Linked DNA regions of Mus musculus: region 1 is linked to region 2. Evidence: chromatin contacts called from public promoter capture Hi-C data. All regions are on one chromosome and are shown on one strand. Each heading gives the region's core, a stretch centred on a gene start, on an enhancer-like site or on the middle of the called end of the contact. The rest is flanking DNA. Distances are from core to core; before and after follow the strand shown.

Region 1 (3,119 bases), core at 55-2,554, 1.1 Mb after region 2:
CTTTCTCTGTGATAACTCCAGCTGTGTCAAGTTGACACAAAACTAGCCAGTACACAAGCTTCAGTCAGTCCTTTTTTGTTTGTTTGGTTTTTTGCTTTTTCTTCCTATTATGGGACACAGCCTTAGAAGATTTGTCAGAACCTGGCTGAAATTGGACATCAGCAGGAATTTTAATAAAGATTAAACTTCTTCTTAAGAAATAAGATGTTTGTGGATACTTGCACAGACTGAAAGAAAATATACCAAAGCAGCTAAAACAAGAGCAGCTGGCCTTACTTAGTTCCTACCCCAAGCTGAGGGCTTTGCCCATGGTCTCAGCTAATACCCATGTTCTTCTATTGTGCTCTGTCTCCCGCCTTCCAAATGGGGAAAGCGAACCAGAGATGTGTTGACTCTCTTGGCAGGAAGGCATCATTAGGGCTGTTCGTTTCTCTTGTTCTGCATTTTCTATGACAAGTGTGTTCGTGTAAATGATGTATTTTAAATGCTATAAACAAGTGCTAAGAAAAACAAGGCAGGAGTTGCATTTGGTGGTCGATGACTGTAACCCAGGAACTCTAGAGGCAGAGGCAGGGGATTGTGAATTCAAAGCCAGCCCAAACTACATAGCCAAATCTTGTCTCAAACAAAAAACAAACAAAACCAAAACAAAACAACCAAGGGACAAGGATTATGGTATAATGATTGTGCACTGCCCTAGCATGTAAAAAGCCCTGATTCAATTCCTAGCTCTATAGAAGACCATCATAGAGAGCTGAGGGGTGACTCACTGGTAGAGCTCTTGCCTGCCAAGCACAAAGCCCTAGGTTCCAGCCCCGCTGCTACAAAATGCAGAAACTTCCAAGAAGAAGCAAAACGAGCTGCCTTCCTGAATTGGGGCAGGGAAGCAGAAGATGACCTGTAGACCATGGCCATGATGTCTTGGGAGCCTTTAACATTTGTGAGTCTTGCTGAAGCACCTCGACTTGTATTTTTGTTTCATGGTCTAGGGATCAAATCCAAGGCCTTGTGCACGTTCTCCCCCACCAAGGCACACCTTTGACCTCCAACTTCCCTCACAGAGTCATTTGTAGACATTTTCTGTGGCATGTTGTTAACTGGCAGAGGAATCCATCCAGTGGTTCATTTGGGGACACACCTCCACACTGCCGACGGGGGTCTTCTAAGAAAAGCATGCAGCTCTGTGCTCAGTCCTCCACAGGGACTCACTCAAAAAGAGAACAGAGATAAGGATGAGTAGGTTTTATGAACAAAAAAAACCCCTCCCTGTACTGATGACTTCTTGGCAAAGAAAAAGAGGAAATGAGCCTCCCACCGATGGCAATGGCAGGCTCCCTGGGCTGAGGTCAGCATTTATCTCCCTGTGAGCCAAGAGAAAGGGGTCCCGAAGGCTCCCTCCTGCTTCCTCCAGGCCCAGAGCCGAGGAAAGATGCTCTGTAAGTGGTTTTTCAGATTTTCTCAGCACCAAAGACTTGGAGCATCCATAGCTTTCTGTTGGATGGTTGCAATCTAGCGTCCGGTCTTGAGAACACTCAACCTTACTCCCATATGGCTGGTGATTTCCATGCACCCATAGATGTATGATAGAGAGAGCATAGCTTTCTGTGGCCTGTCTCTGTGGAGGGAGGCGCTTCAGGGTGGAGAAGGTCAGGGGCATTCAGCACTCTGTTTAGCTTTGGGCCACGCTGACACACTTTCCTAAGCAGGGGAAACCTTGGTTCTGTGCTCAAGTTCTGACTCCTGGTTTTGTAGAGGGACCTTGCCTTCTTTGCATGGCATTAAGGAAAACTTCATAGGGGCTCTCACAAGATGGCTCAGACAGTGAAGAACTTGCTGTGAAGGCCTGAGGGCTGGAGTCTGAATCTGCAGTATCCCTATAAAAAGCCAGATGTGGAAGGAGGCGCCTCAAAGGCCCAAGTCCTCGGGAGGCAGGCAGCTTGCAGGTTGGCCAATCTGGAAGAGTCTATGTGTTCTAGCTTCAGTGAGGGAATCTAACTCAAAAATTAAAGTCAATAGCAATCAAGAAAGATATATAATGTGAATCTCTGCACGTGTATGCATGTGTGTGTGTGTGTGTGTGTGTGTGTGTGTGTGTGTACACACTCGTGCACACACGTGCACACACACCCCAAACTGAAACAATTCATCAGGACACATTCACCCACTACCTCTCCATCCCCATGATAACTGCAATATTCAAAAGCTGCTCTTTTCCCCAGGAGAGAGAAGAATATACACCAATTTTCACCACTTACTGCGCCTAAGAGAACCCACTCTATAGAGTCCCCAGAGCGTATTCCCGGCCAACTCTGTCCTCTCAGCACTCCAAGATACAACTCCTGGCCGAAAGTGTCAAGACCAGGCATCTGTGCAGTAGATGGGTCTCCCAGTGGTACCCACAAATGGAGGTTGGTCTGAAGGTCATGCAGAGCGACCAGGGTGTGCGTGAGCAGCTGGGAGCAGGAGAGGGAGGAGCATGCAGGAAGTCTGTGCACCTTCGATGTACATCCCATGCCTCTGAACTGCTGCAGCCTCCTTTGCGGCAGAGTGACCTCGACGGGCAGATAAGAGATTCCTGGGGTGATTTACAGACCCACTGCCCCATCACAGTCATTTCTGACTGGGGCTGGGACACTGTGTGCAAGTGGCTGCTGGGTGACGTAGAGTGTCTCGGGACAGGCAATCAGGAAGCTCTTTCCAGATGGACACTGAGGTCAAGTTGGCCAGGGAACCTCTGAGAAGACAAAGCAGAAGCCCACAGAGCGGGAGAGACGAGGCCAGCTTCTTACATTTCTGTCCACATTCTTTCTCCTTTTTTTTTCTCTTTTATTGGCACATTAACTGTAAACATCATGGGCCTATTGCCATGCTCTCGTACATGTGCATGCATAGAACGGACTTTGGCACATGTACCCCTCCCATCACTGCTTTCCTCTTGCTGCTTTCCTCTTCTCTACACGGAACATCTTTCTTCCTATTCCCAAATAGTTCCCTTCTGCTTCCATAGCTTTTTTAATTCTCTGGATTCTGCATGCCACAGAAGAAATGTGATTTTGTCTCTCTCAGTTTTATTTCCCACGATGATCTTCAGTTCCAGCTATTTTTCTGCAAATGACAAC
Region 2 (3,282 bases), core at 380-2,879:
TTACACAGGAGTCTTTTATATTAAAAATAAAAAAATAAAATAAAATAAAAGGCCCCTGTGAAGTACTGAAGCTGTCCATGACCAACATGTATGCCTTCCTGAAACCATGACCTTCACACAGACTACCTCACTGGGACCTTCTCACAAATTCCATCTCTAGAGTCCCTTCTAGGGAAACACAGATGGACCAGTATTAATCATCACTATAAAACTTATAATCTTCATAATTAGTCACTTCCAAGATGCAAAAATTCTAGAAGGATTGCTTAGAAAATGAGACTAGAAATATTCACAATCCATTCCTTTGTTCTGAAATGTAGACGTCGGGTTGAAATCTGCAAAAGCTACCTGGGTTAAATATAATGTTTGCATTGTGATTCTCTAGTGGTTTCAGGAAACTGCAAAAGGTCTGTGTTTATTGATTGTTATCTGTGAGAGAAAGTGTAGACACCGTCAGAAAACTCTTCACTATTCAGATATTTTCTTCTGTCTTCCGTCATGGTAGGAAGGAGGCAGGAGGATGGTCTAAGAAGCCACCCCCAGACTCACCCCAGCCTCATTTCTGCATTATGGGCTCTTGCTGTTAGATATTTGTCATCTTTGTAAATGTGTAGAGGAAAGTCGGGCAGTGGTTCAATCAGTCAGAACCACTCTGGGCTGGGGATTTAGCTCAGTGATTTCAACAATAGAATCTTTATCTAGCGCGTGCCAAAACCCTGGACTCGGTCTTCTGCAGGGAAAGAATAAAAGCAAACAAAACCAAAACTCACTGCACACATGAAAACATTTGACAGACGACACGTGCCCATAAACGGGGTTTCAAAAGTTTATTTGTTGTATCTGGTGTCAAATACCTGTATGCACTGGCACTAGGGAGGCTGCACTGCAGATTAGCCTAGGCTGCATGGCAAGATCTTGAAACCAAAGAAAACAACCCAAACCAAAGGAAAACCAAAACAATACAGCAACAACAAATCTCCCTTTCCATACATTATCTACTTTGGAAGAAATGCCCTCAATCTGTAAATTATAGTCTCGCCTCCTTAACTCCAAACAAGTGAAGCAAATAATTTCTCTTTTTGGAGCCTATCTCATCTTCTCATCTGTAAAATGAGTGTATTGGACTAAGCAAGCTCTCAAATCCCTTGCAATTTGAACACTGCCGTGAGACGGAAAAATACTGTAGAGGTTTTGGATTTAGGGCACAGGAGAAACTGTTTCCGCATTTATGTTTCTAGAGTCAGAAATATGACAGCAGTAGGAATGCGCGAAGTGGGGCGTAGTGAGACAGGAGACACAACCCGGGTCAATTTAGGTGGGCTTTTTTTTTTTTTTTTTTTGGCACTTACAGGGTAAGCAACCGGATGGTTGCTAGGCAACTGCATCTCTCGTTAGCACGGAGGACCCTGTCCGAGGTGTCTAAGTCACTACCTGTTTCTTTTAAAGGCTTGGTGGCTTTTCAAAGTTAATGCAATCTATTGTCATTAAAAGAACACTTTTTTGCCAGCAATTCTTTGCAAACTCTCTGGCTGAGGTCGGCTCTCAGAGGCTTTCCCGTCCCCTGTTTTCAGGCGCGCTGCGGACACCTCCTTAGCCAGGCCCCGCCGTTGCGCGTTGCTCAGCAAAGCCAGACGCCTCCCGCTCGCTGCTCCCGAACCCCGCCCTCCCCGGGCCGGGCTCTGGGTACAGGGCCTCTGGGTTCCTTGAGGGTTGTCCCGGACCACCATGGGCTCAGAGATGGAGCCACTGCTCCGGGCCTGGAGCTATTTTAGACGCAGGAAGTTCCAGCTCTGCGCCGATCTATGCACGCAGATGCTGGAGAAATCCCCTTATGATCAGGTACCTGGCCGGCCCCAGGCAGTCTGTGGATCCTCTTTGCTGAGGCCATGGGCTCAGGGCGGGATCCCTCTGTCCCCTGAGGGAGGCCCGGGAGGAGGGCCCAAGAAGAAGTTGCCTGTGTAATCCGCAAAGGCACCTGGAGCGAGACTCTTTGGAATCCTGGACAGTAGGTCCCTGCCTTTTGCATCCCCTGGGAATCCTGAGTCCTGTGCTTTGACAGCTCCTGCTATAAACTTCAGCACACCTTTTTCAGAATTAGTTATATTTAAAGGGACTCTGTTAAGTTTGTGAGGGGCTTTGATAGTTCATTGGTCATTCACTGGTCACACTCCTAACTTGGTTGATTTCTAAAAAGGAAAATATATATGTGAACAAAGACTTGAGATGCAGCCGCCTTTAAACACAGCTGTCTTTTGGTCCAGATAGTGAAGCACGCGATCTACCGCATTTTTAGACCTCTGTCCAAGTGTGAAGGAACTTTTGTTTCTGAGTCATGAATTCAACTGGAGGCAAGATAGAAGAATGAGAATGTAGATGAGGGAAGGATATATTTATTTTTAAAGAAACTACCTGGGCAAGAGAAACTTTTCTTGTAGGAGGGAAATATAAGACAGAAGAAGACCTGATAGCCTTGGTTAGAAGGACATATAACAGTTCAACATGAAGGTATACTCCTGTACAGCAAGGGGATCAGTAGTTCAAAGCCATGCTCAGCTAGGTAGAGAGTTCAAGGCCAGCCTGGTGAGCTAAAGGAGAACCTGTCTTTAAAGGGGATCGGGCAAAAGGGAACTTAATAAATACAGCATTATTGTGTATAATGAATGCAAAGGTCAATAATGAATGGGGGAGGTATCACGAACATTATCATTGAATAAATAGCCCCTGGAAGAGGCGAGAAGAAAAACAGGAGCCTAAGAGTAGAGTTGTGCCAGTTTGGCAGTGCTTTTAGGTACATGCACAGTGTATTGTACCTATTCAGACCCTGGTTTTCTTGCTTTCCCTCTAGTGGTGTTGCCTTGGAGTTGTTAGGAAAGAAAGGGAAAGCTAGAAAAGCCTGAGTGTGAAGGTTGTTCCTGGACTCTGCTGCTCTCTGAGCGAATGGATGAAGGATGCTCAAATAAATGGTCATAGGCGTCCGGCAGAACAAACTGTATTGGTGGTGATTCTAGAAGTGTTGTTATTATTCATGCTCAGTAAAGGACTGTGAGTGTGTAGATGGAGATTTTTTTCCCCCCAAGAGCGTTGCTTGGTACATTGGTCCTACAAAGGCTGCTAAAGACATTTCCAGCACAATCCAGCATGCTTTGGAACAAGGCAGTATAAAATCTCTTTACCATTGTTACAAGGGAAGTTTGTTAAGACCTTTGGATGTACCAGACATTGTTCTAGGCTCAGTGGTTCTCAAGAACATTATGTGTTGTTTTCATTGAGTTGGGATGGTTT

What was found. Promoter capture Hi-C pulls out the DNA fragments that hold promoters and counts their contacts.
Region 1: a promoter capture Hi-C map of the HPC-7 cell line shows a contact between it and region 2, with 5 times the contacts expected there. The contact joins the enhancer-like site here to the promoter of Ttc8 in region 2. A contact is called at or near these places in 7 of 39 promoter capture datasets (the C10 cell line, the HPC-7 cell line, cranial neural crest and 3 more) and 2 of 115 datasets of contacts at active chromatin or transcription factors (embryonic forebrain and embryonic stem cells).

The regions. Positions count from the first base shown.
Region 1 is chr12:100,021,432-100,024,550 of GRCm38.p6, forward strand. All of the region lies in intron 2 of Kcnk13 (potassium channel, subfamily K, member 13), which reads left to right. Among named protein-coding and RNA genes, the nearest start is that of Gm51957, 34 kb to the right of the region's middle. Within about 2 kb of position 1,305, at least 27 of the 459 cell types and tissues checked have an H3K27ac peak or open chromatin away from gene starts, as enhancers often do. A contact at or near this core is called in the HPC-7 cell line, where this site is marked.
Region 2 is chr12:98,918,945-98,922,226 of GRCm38.p6, forward strand. Ttc8 (tetratricopeptide repeat domain 8) reads left to right here and starts at 1,630. Exons shown (of 14, transcript NM_029553.4): 1 at 1,630-1,839. The coding sequence starts at 1,726.